2 separate regions of the Mus musculus genome follow, and region 2 is linked to region 1. The links are chromatin contacts, called in public promoter capture Hi-C maps. All regions are on one chromosome and are shown on one strand. Each heading gives the region's core, a stretch centred on a gene start, on an enhancer-like site or on the middle of the called end of the contact. The rest is flanking DNA. Distances are from core to core; before and after follow the strand shown. Region 1 overlaps Dync1h1 (dynein cytoplasmic 1 heavy chain 1). Region 2 overlaps Dync1h1 (dynein cytoplasmic 1 heavy chain 1).

Region 1 (4,328 bases), core at 1,063-3,562:
TGGCTGTCCTGGAACTCACTCTGTAGACCAGGCTGGCCTCGAACTCACAAAGATCTGCCTGCCTCTGCCTCCCGAATGCTAAGATTAAATGTGTGCTCCACCACCACCCTCTGCTTCAGTGACACTCTTTTTCAGGCCTCTAGCTGGTTTTACTGAGCATGTGGGTTTCCATGAGTACCCAGGCACCAGGGCACCTGGAGCAGATGCCACGATGCTTGCACCCCAGCCTCTTGTGATCATAGAGGGACGGGTGTGAAACAGCTCAGGAGTGCATCTGATAGTGACAGACTTTGGGCTTCTACCTAGAGAGGTCATAATTTAGAGCGAGAAGGTTATAAAGAGCTTAACCATTTTGTTGACCCTTTTCTTCCAGAACGTGGTTCACGAGCTGAGGATAACAAATCAGGTCATCTATCTGAACCCACCCATTGAGGAGTGCAGGTACAAGCTGTACCAGGAGATGTTCGCGTGGAAGATGGTTGTGCTGTCCCTGCCCAGGATCCAGAGCCAGAGGTACCAGGTAAGCTTCCGGGGCCTCCAGGCACATGCCCTCTGACCAGGTCTTACTTGGGACTCTGATGCCACTTCTCAGGGTGAGTCATGTAATGAGCCCTGTGCGTGTCTCTTTCTCCTCGGGGGTTCCCGGGTTGCATGTTCTAAGGGAAAGCTTCGCATTTGCAGCCTTCCTCGTCTCTCAAAGTTTCCTCCATCAGCTGCTTTGGTTTTTAAACAAGATCTCTCTGTGGAGCCTTTGCTCTCTTGGACCTCCCTGTGTAGACCAAGTTTGCCTCAAACTCCTAGAGATTCTCTGCCTCTGCCTTCTGAGCACTTGTGTTAAAGGCGCCTGCCACTGTGCCTGGCCTGTGAGCTTTGATAATCTCAGTTCCTACTCCATTGCTGTGTTGTCTGATTTTGGATATAGGGTATCCCTGGGTAGTCCCACCTGACCTCAGCTTCAGCCTCCTGAGCTCCTGCCTGCAGGCTGACTTATCAGCACGTAGCTGCTCTTAACTTAATTTGTAGATCCCCGCTGACAAGTTTAAGGCAAATCCTGGATTCTAGTCTTCCTGGTACCCTTCTAGAGTCAAAGGAAAACCTGAAAGGCCATTTAATCCATAATGTTGGCTGATGTCACTTTTAAGTAGGATCAGTGGCTTCAAATAAAAAGATTCCATAACACTGCCATGCAGACTGTCCTAGAATTTAGTAATTCTGCTAGAAACACGCCTTTTCAAATCAAAGAATAAAATAAATTTAGTTTTCTTTTACATGTCTGAGTGTTTGCCTGAATGTGTGTCTGTTCATCAGGAGTGAGTCTCTTTCTGTGTAGGCCAGAAAAAATAATTGGATTCCCTAGGTGCTGAGAACTGAACCCGGGTCCTCTGGAAGAGCAGCCAGTGCTCAGGACCACTGGGCTATCTCTGCAGCCCCCAAACACACCTTTTTTACCTTGTGACTTTGAACATAAATGTCACTCTTCAAGGGTTTTATTTGTGGTGTGTTTGTGCACACACACTCTTTCACATTTCTCACAGTGAGAAAGTGGAGCTCAAAGCACACCCTGCAATTTAGGTATCTACCTCTTCACTTTTTAAGTTCATTCTGGGGATTGAACTCAAGACATCAGGCGTGGTGGCAAATGCCTACCGAGCCATCTCCTAGTCCCTGTAGTATGTTTTGCCCAGCTAATCAAAACCAAACTGAGCTTTGGTTTCTGTCCCAGGCATCTAGATATAGTCTTTGGGGTCCTCTTTGTCAGTTCTGTGTATAAGGCTTTGCATTGTCTTGTTCCTCTCCAAGCTGAAGCTGGACAGGCGATAGCTGCCCTGTGTGCGGACACCAGCGCTGTTGACCCAGCTCTGCTCTGACACAGCCGTCTCCACACTCATGCGTGCAGCCTGCTTTCCATCTCCTGTCCCGAGGCCAGGACTTGGTGCTGTGCTTGCTCCCATGGGTTGCTTCCTCTCCTTGCTTCTCCTCTTGTCCTTCTTTCCACCCAACCCAGAAGTCATGTGTCACCCTGATTTCTGTCATTGATGTCTTTAAAGTTCATCCTGCTCTGTTGTCTTTTTTTTAAAAAATAAAATCAATGTTCAATTTCCTAAATGAATACCCAGGAGCCAGACACTGTGGTGAAAGCCTGCTTACTCAGAGAGGCACCCAGCTGACCACTGTCCACTGCCATCCCAGAAGGAAATGCCCCTTCCCCATCTCCTCTGTGTTTAACACCCTGAATTCAGCTCAGTCCCCCTCCTTGCTACTTCCTTATACTGGTCAACTGGTTGCTAGCCAACTCGCCTCCTGACTGTCGCTGACTGTAGTTAATCCTGTTTACAGAGAGCTCTTAGGATGAACAGTGTGCACTCGGGCTGAGCTGCACCACAGCAAAGCTTTTCGTGTTCACAATCTTGGAGTTCACAATGTGGTCAGATGCCCTGCAGCATCGGGCATTTCTGTTCTACCACGGTTACTGTTCCCACTGTACCCCAGAAGCCACCGATGCCTTGCCTTACTAATGTTGCCTCCTGCTGTTCTCTCCACCCCTATGGTCAGTCTTCATTTCGGGGTAACGGCCTCTGTGGGTCCTCTAACAGCCTGCCATCTCGCTGTAGTCTTCCTGTCCAGGGGCCTTTCTGGCCTGCTTTCCCTCCTGGCTCTGCTCAGGCCTCACTGGGCTCTTGCTGGCCCTCAGCCCTGCAGGCTGCTTTTGCTCCCTGGGCTTTTGCATGAGGCGTTCTCTGCTCACAGCCCCAGCGAGCAAACGTCCCTTCCATCCTTGCCAGTCTTTGTCACAGACCACCTCTGGTAAAGCCTTTTCTGGTTTTCTGTTGAGGGGACAACCAGCAATAGGCGTGTAACTCAGTGGTAGATTTTCTAACATGCCAAGGCCCTCTGTTCAATGCCCTCTGCTATAAACAATGAATTAGAGTACAGCCAGTCCCTGCCCTTCCCCTGTACTCCCTCCCTCTCTCCTACTCACTCTACGTAGACTTCCATCCTATATGACAATGTCCTTTGTCTCTCATCTATAAAATGTGACTTCGGATGAGTGGAGTGCCTGCTTGTTGTATTAGGTGGGGCCGAGCTGTAGCAGTGCTCAGGCAGTTGAGGTGAACTGAGGGTTCCTTGTGTTCTTCAGCTTCTCTTACCTTGTGCCAGTTTGTGGTTATTCTCCAGTTCCCTTTATTGGTTTACTGAGTTAAATATAATCCGGTTCCTTGTTACTTATGGCTAAGGAAAATATCTCTTAATGCTTTTTGATGGTGACATTTTTTAGTCATTCTAGTAAGTAAAAGGTGACTAGGTTAGCACTGTGTGCACTGTTGGACAGTCGTGTCTGGCTCTGGTCGGTCAGGTGGGAGTGCATTACGAGTTGACGGAGGAAGAGAAGTTCTATCGGAATGCACTGACAAGGATGCCCGACGGCCCTGTCGCCCTGGAAGAGTCCTACTCTGCGGTCATGGGCATAGTGACTGAAGTTGAGCAGTATGTTAAGGTAAGACACCCTGATTCCATCCAGTGCCATGGCCATGCTCTCCTAGACATGAAGAGTATGAGAGGTGCCCGGGTGTGGCTCAGGGCTCAGTGGGTTTAATTGCCAGCACCACCAAGAGAGCGAGAGAGAGAGAGAGAGAGAGAGAGAGAGAGAGAGAGAGAGAGAGAGAGAGAGAATGAGAATGAGAATGAGAATGAATGAATACTGTGAAGCTAATGGGTCCTGATAGGTAATACGGCTCAGCAGGCAGTGTTTGCTTTATTTATTTGCTTATCTCTTTATCCACCTGCTGTTTGTTTATGTTGAGACAAGGCCTTATTCCTTATTCTAGCCCTACCTGGCCTGTAGTTACTTGCTTTTAAACCAGGCTGACCAGAACCTGGAATTTTTTCATCTCCTGAGACCTGTGGATTACACATGTGTGTCCCACACCTGACTCTGTGTAGCTTGCTGTTACTATGTAGCTTTGGCTGGTCTGGAGCTCTGTAGACCAGATGCCCTGTGTCTGCCTCACAGTGCTAGGATTAAGGTGTGTTCCACCACACCCAGCAATACTTGTTTATTTTAAGCCAAAGGGTGAATAGTAGGATAAATCTTATGTTGTCTTAACTATGGTTTTCAAGAAAAGTAAAATTTTCCTTTTTGCTAAATAAATTCCAAGACTTTGAAGTGAGGTTCTCTAATGGTGTGAAGACATGGACTGTTGACATGGTGGGTTCTAGCATATTAATAGTCTACAGCACTGCAGACTAGAATTGAGCTGTGTTTCCTTTGCAGGTTTGGCTTCAGTACCAGTGTTTGTGGGATATGCAGGCAGAAAACATTTACAACA
Region 2 (4,328 bases), core at 1,268-3,767, 42 kb after region 1:
AGCTGCTGCCTGACGCCCAGACACCCTCATGGCTGGGCCTCCCCAACAATGCTGAAAGGGTCCTGCTTACCACCCAAGGTGGGTAGTGAGTCCCCTCACTCCTGGACCCCTGCCCACCCTAAGCCTTGCTGGAAGGGCTTGTTCATGGGGAGTCCTGAAAAGAAGGTTTGAGGGCTAGCTTTAGTTCAGGAGTTGGAAGCACTGATGGAGGCTTGGTGGTATGCAGGCTGTGCCCTAGCCTGGAGCCAAAGGCAGAAAACCGTGGAGTTCAACATCCAGTCTACACAGCATGCCTCAAACAACACAGCATACCTTGTATTAAGTCAGTTTTACTTTTCACGGCATTGGTGGTAGAATCCAGAGCCTAACAAGCTAGGCAGAGCTCTGAGAGCAAGCCCCCACACAGTCAACAACCATTTAGAGCCAGGCTTTGTAACTCATCCCTGAGATGCCAGCACCCACGGGTAATAGGGTAGAGAGTTCTAGGCTAACCTGGATGACATGGGACACTTTTAAAAACAGCAGGTGAGGTGACTCAGCAGCAGCAACATAGCACCAGCCTGCTACACCCTGTCCTTGTCCTTCTGGTGGTCTGACCTGACCCTTATGGGAAGGCTAAGAAAACAGGCAGGGCTAGTGCAGGCATTCAGAAGTAGGTGAAGCAAGATGAAGTGTTCCCAGCTACCTCCTCCTATGGAGAACGCTCTGAGAGCTTGCCTGTTGTCTGGGAGGAGGTGACCATGAGAAGGTGGGGGTGTCCATGGACAGTAGGAAGTGAGCGGCTGTGACATGGATTTAGTGTGAAGATGAGTGTCTGGTCTGGAGGCTGAGCGGCTCCCTGTGGGGTTGGATGCAGTCTCTCCAGCACACAGGCTGATTGGTTCTCAGTGCTGGTGTCACTTGACCCAGCGCTTCCCTAAGCCCTGTACCCATCAACACTGTCAAGAACCAGGGCATTGCCCAGCTTCTCCACCTTTCTTTGCACAGTCCAGAGAGCAGGGAGCCTCAGCAGCCTGGGCATCAATTCCCAAGTGTGAGGGACAGGCCTAGCACCAGTGTGCTTTTAGTAACGTGGCATTTGTGTGAGCAGAGTTCAGAAGAGTCCCAGTGGCCATCACAAACCCCTAGCAGGGTCTGCCTTTAGGCTGAGTGAGGCTTCTGAGGCCTGCAGGCTACAGCCTCACAGCACACAACCAGGCCATTGGGTCTGGCTTTGTCTTAATTGCCCTGGGGTAGACGTGTGGCACGAGGACAGCCTACAGGCTGCCGTGGTGAGCTGATGGTCAAACAGCTCTTGGCCTGTCCACTGAAGTCCTCCCCACCCGGGCCTGGCCTAGGCGTGGACATGATCAGCAAGATGCTGAAGATGCAGATGCTGGAGGACGAGGATGACCTGGCCTACGCAGAGACGGAGAAGAAGGCAAGGACGGACTCCACCTCCGATGGCCGTCCAGCCTGGATGAGGACACTGCACACCACGGCGTCCAACTGGCTGCACCTCATCCCACAGACACTGAGCCCCCTGAAGCGCACCGTGGAGAACATCAAGGTAGCTGGGCTGGGCTCAGCGTGCTGCTCCCCAGGCAGGCAGATCTCTGAGTTCGAGGCTAGCTTGGTCTACAGAGTGAGTTCCAGGATAGCCAGGGCTATATAGAGAAACCCTGTCTCGAAAACCCAAAATACAAAAAAAAAAGAATGGCCACCGCTTTAATTAAACTCTTTGAAAGCTGTGATCTGAGAGGGGCAGAGAAATTCATCAGGCCAGGGCCACACTGCACTCTGGCCAGCTCCCAAAAAGGTCTGGTCAAAAGCTCTGGTGCTGCTCCCAGGTGTGCCTTGTCTCTGCACAGAGCCCGTCCTTAGCCCTCTTCTCTCTGGCTTTAGGATCCTTTGTTTAGGTTCTTTGAGAGAGAAGTAAAGATGGGGGCCAAGTTACTCCAAGATGTGCGCCAAGATCTTGCTGACGTCGTTCAAGTGTGCGAGGGGAAAAAGAAGCAGACAAACTACCTGCGCACGCTCATCAATGAGCTGGTGAAAGGTGCTGATGGGGTGTGCGGCTGGGAGCTGGTCTGCCACTGTCCACACCCCATGTGCGGGCACACTGCAGTCCCCAGGCCACACGTGTCTCTTTCAGGCTTCCTCAATAGTGGGGGTCTTAGCAACGCCCCTGGTTTTCCCTAGGTTTTCCACAGGCAGCTCCTGTGACTTTCAGGGTTAATGCAGTGAAGAGGACAGAGGGGTGGGCGGGGCCTGGTCCAGACACACTGCACGCTGCAACACCTCTAAGCAGGCACCCCACACTACTGAGACAGCTTTGCCCAGGGCCTTCCTGGTTGTGGACAGAACACCAGGCGCAGCCAGGAGAGCGGGCTGTGGTGTGCAGATGCTGCCAGCCTGAGCCACGTCTGCAGAGGGGGACTTGGCAGAACTAGTGCTGAGGCCTGCGGCTCTCTTCCTTGCTGCAGGGATCTTGCCTCGGAGCTGGTCCCATTACACAGTGCCTGCAGGCATGACTGTGATCCAGTGGGTGTCAGATTTCAGCGAGAGGATCAAACAGCTGCAGAACATCTCACAAGCAGCTGCATCTGGTGGTGCCAAGGAACTGAAGGTGGGCATGCATGGCCCGGGGTAGGGGGGTAGGGTCAGGAGTGGCACTGATTGTCCTGGACTTGGGTAGAAAGTGTTCTTTCTCGATGGCACTAAGGACAACCAGGGCCTGTACCTGACCTGCTCTCCTTTCCACCGCACTGTTTGCACAGAACATCCACGTGTGCCTGGGTGGCCTGTTTGTACCTGAGGCCTACATCACTGCCACCAGACAGTATGTGGCACAAGCTAACAGCTGGTCCCTGGAGGAACTCTGCCTGGAAGTCAATGTCACCGCCTCACAGAGTGCCACCCTTGATGCCTGCAGCTTTGGAGTCACAGGTGAGCTGGCGTCTGATCTCTCAGCCTGGCCTTTCTGTGAAACCTGTTTCCAAATGAATGTACCCAAAGTGTCTGGGCAGAGCCGCCCAGCTGAGCCTGTGGGTGTCCTGGAAGCCGAGCTGTGTGGCTCTGTATGGCTTCAGCCCCTTCTCCACATCTCCTCACAGGTCTGAAGCTCCAAGGGGCCACGTGCAGCAACAACAAGCTATCACTCTCCAATGCCATCTCCACAGTCCTCCCCCTCACACAGCTGCGCTGGGTGAAACAAACAAGCGCCGAGAAGAAGGCCAGCGTGGTAAGTGTCGTGGCCTCGCTCTTTGGCTCTGCCGTGCTGGGACTCTACTTGTGTGCAAACAACTGCACCCCAGCCCTGGACCCCCATGGGAGCTTGTCCCTAGAGCTGATGAACAGTAAAGTCCCTCTGTCTGTCTCACAGGTGACCTTACCTGTCTACCTGAACTTCACCCGGGCAGACCTCATCTTCACCGTGGACTTTGAAATTGCTACAAAGGAAGATCCTCGCAGCTTCTATGAGCGTGGAGTTGCCGTTCTGTGCACTGAGTAAAGCTAGACTTTTCTCCAGTCCTCTTTCTGGAATAGGAAACTCCCAATATTTAACCTTCATTCATCCTTAACGGTGTGGAAGGGTTGATGGACTGGAAAGCAAGTGGTTGGTTCGCGTTGGCGGGTGACAGGTGCTGCGGTTGGAGACGGTGGGATGGGAGAAGAGAAGAGTGCGCTGTCCGAGGGCTGACCGAATGGCTGGGTTTAGTAAATAAAACACTAAGCATGACGGGCTCCCGCCTCTTGCCGCTCTGCTCAGTCTGCTGTGGGAATCCTTGCGTCCCAGCCCACCTCACCTTTGTCACCGTGGTCACAGATGCAGAAGCAACAGGGTGAGACCAGGAAAGCTGCACCTCCTCCCTGAGGCCTGGCAGCAACTCTGTTCGTGACTGACACCCCTATCCCTGGGGACCTTCTCTCTCTCAGACCTAAGCCCTGCCACCAGTCCATCCTCCCACACTTCCTTTCCACATGACCTGTGGTGAGAGAGTGGCCTCGTCCCACAGGAAGGGTGACAATTAGCCTGGTCCTAGCAACTCAGGATCTCTAAATCCCTCTGACTGTGTGGTACAGGGTGGGCAGAGGCTGTTGTCGTAGCTGTTAAGGACTCCTTAGCACAGAGAGGCACTGTCCTAACTCCCTTCTCTGGGAGAAGACACAGCAGGTTCCTCTGCAGGAGGAAAAGCCTGTGTTCTCTTAAGGAACCTAGGGGTGGTGCAGGTGACACGGCACCCACGGCTTCTTGCTCCGTCCAAACACCTCAGAGGATATTGCCTGAGTCTGTGGGGATCGCTGAGACCACGAAGATCACCCCAGCCCAATAACTAGACTTCTGC

Evidence for each region. Capture Hi-C pulls out chosen DNA fragments and counts their contacts.
Region 2: a contact with region 1 is called in a promoter capture Hi-C map of pancreatic islet. The contact joins two enhancer-like sites. A contact is called at or near these places in 22 of 39 promoter capture datasets (the 3T3-L1 cell line, 3T3-L1-derived adipocytes, the C10 cell line and 12 more), 2 of 15 datasets of contacts at CTCF or cohesin (the NIH/3T3 cell line and embryonic stem cells), 200 of 484 Hi-C or Micro-C datasets (2-cell-like embryonic stem cells, the 3T3-L1 cell line, 3T3-L1-derived adipocytes and 94 more), 29 of 115 datasets of contacts at active chromatin or transcription factors (the 230-238 cell line, the HPC-7 cell line, the NIH/3T3 cell line and 15 more) and 5 of 9 other capture datasets (adipose tissue, embryonic stem cells, embryonic tail and 2 more).

Annotation. Positions count from the first base shown.
Region 1 is chr12:110,621,154-110,625,481 of GRCm38.p6, forward strand. Dync1h1 (dynein cytoplasmic 1 heavy chain 1) reads left to right here. Exons shown (of 77, transcript NM_030238.2): 11 at 374-520; 12 at 3,356-3,496; 13 at 4,274-4,328. Among named protein-coding and RNA genes, the nearest start is that of Gm35558, 14 kb to the left of the region's middle. Within about 2 kb of position 2,313, at least 5 of the 459 cell types and tissues checked have an H3K27ac peak or open chromatin away from gene starts, as enhancers often do. A contact at or near this core is called in pancreatic islet, where this site is marked.
Region 2 is chr12:110,663,199-110,667,526 of GRCm38.p6, forward strand. Dync1h1 (dynein cytoplasmic 1 heavy chain 1) reads left to right here. Exons shown (of 77, transcript NM_030238.2): 71 at 1-78; 72 at 1,338-1,549; 73 at 1,885-2,038; 74 at 2,466-2,608; 75 at 2,760-2,928; 76 at 3,096-3,223; 77 at 3,365-3,746. The coding sequence ends at 3,493. Among named protein-coding and RNA genes, the nearest start is that of 1700001K19Rik, 17 kb to the right of the region's middle. Within about 2 kb of position 2,518, at least 11 of the 459 cell types and tissues checked have an H3K27ac peak or open chromatin away from gene starts, as enhancers often do. A contact at or near this core is called in pancreatic islet, where this site is marked.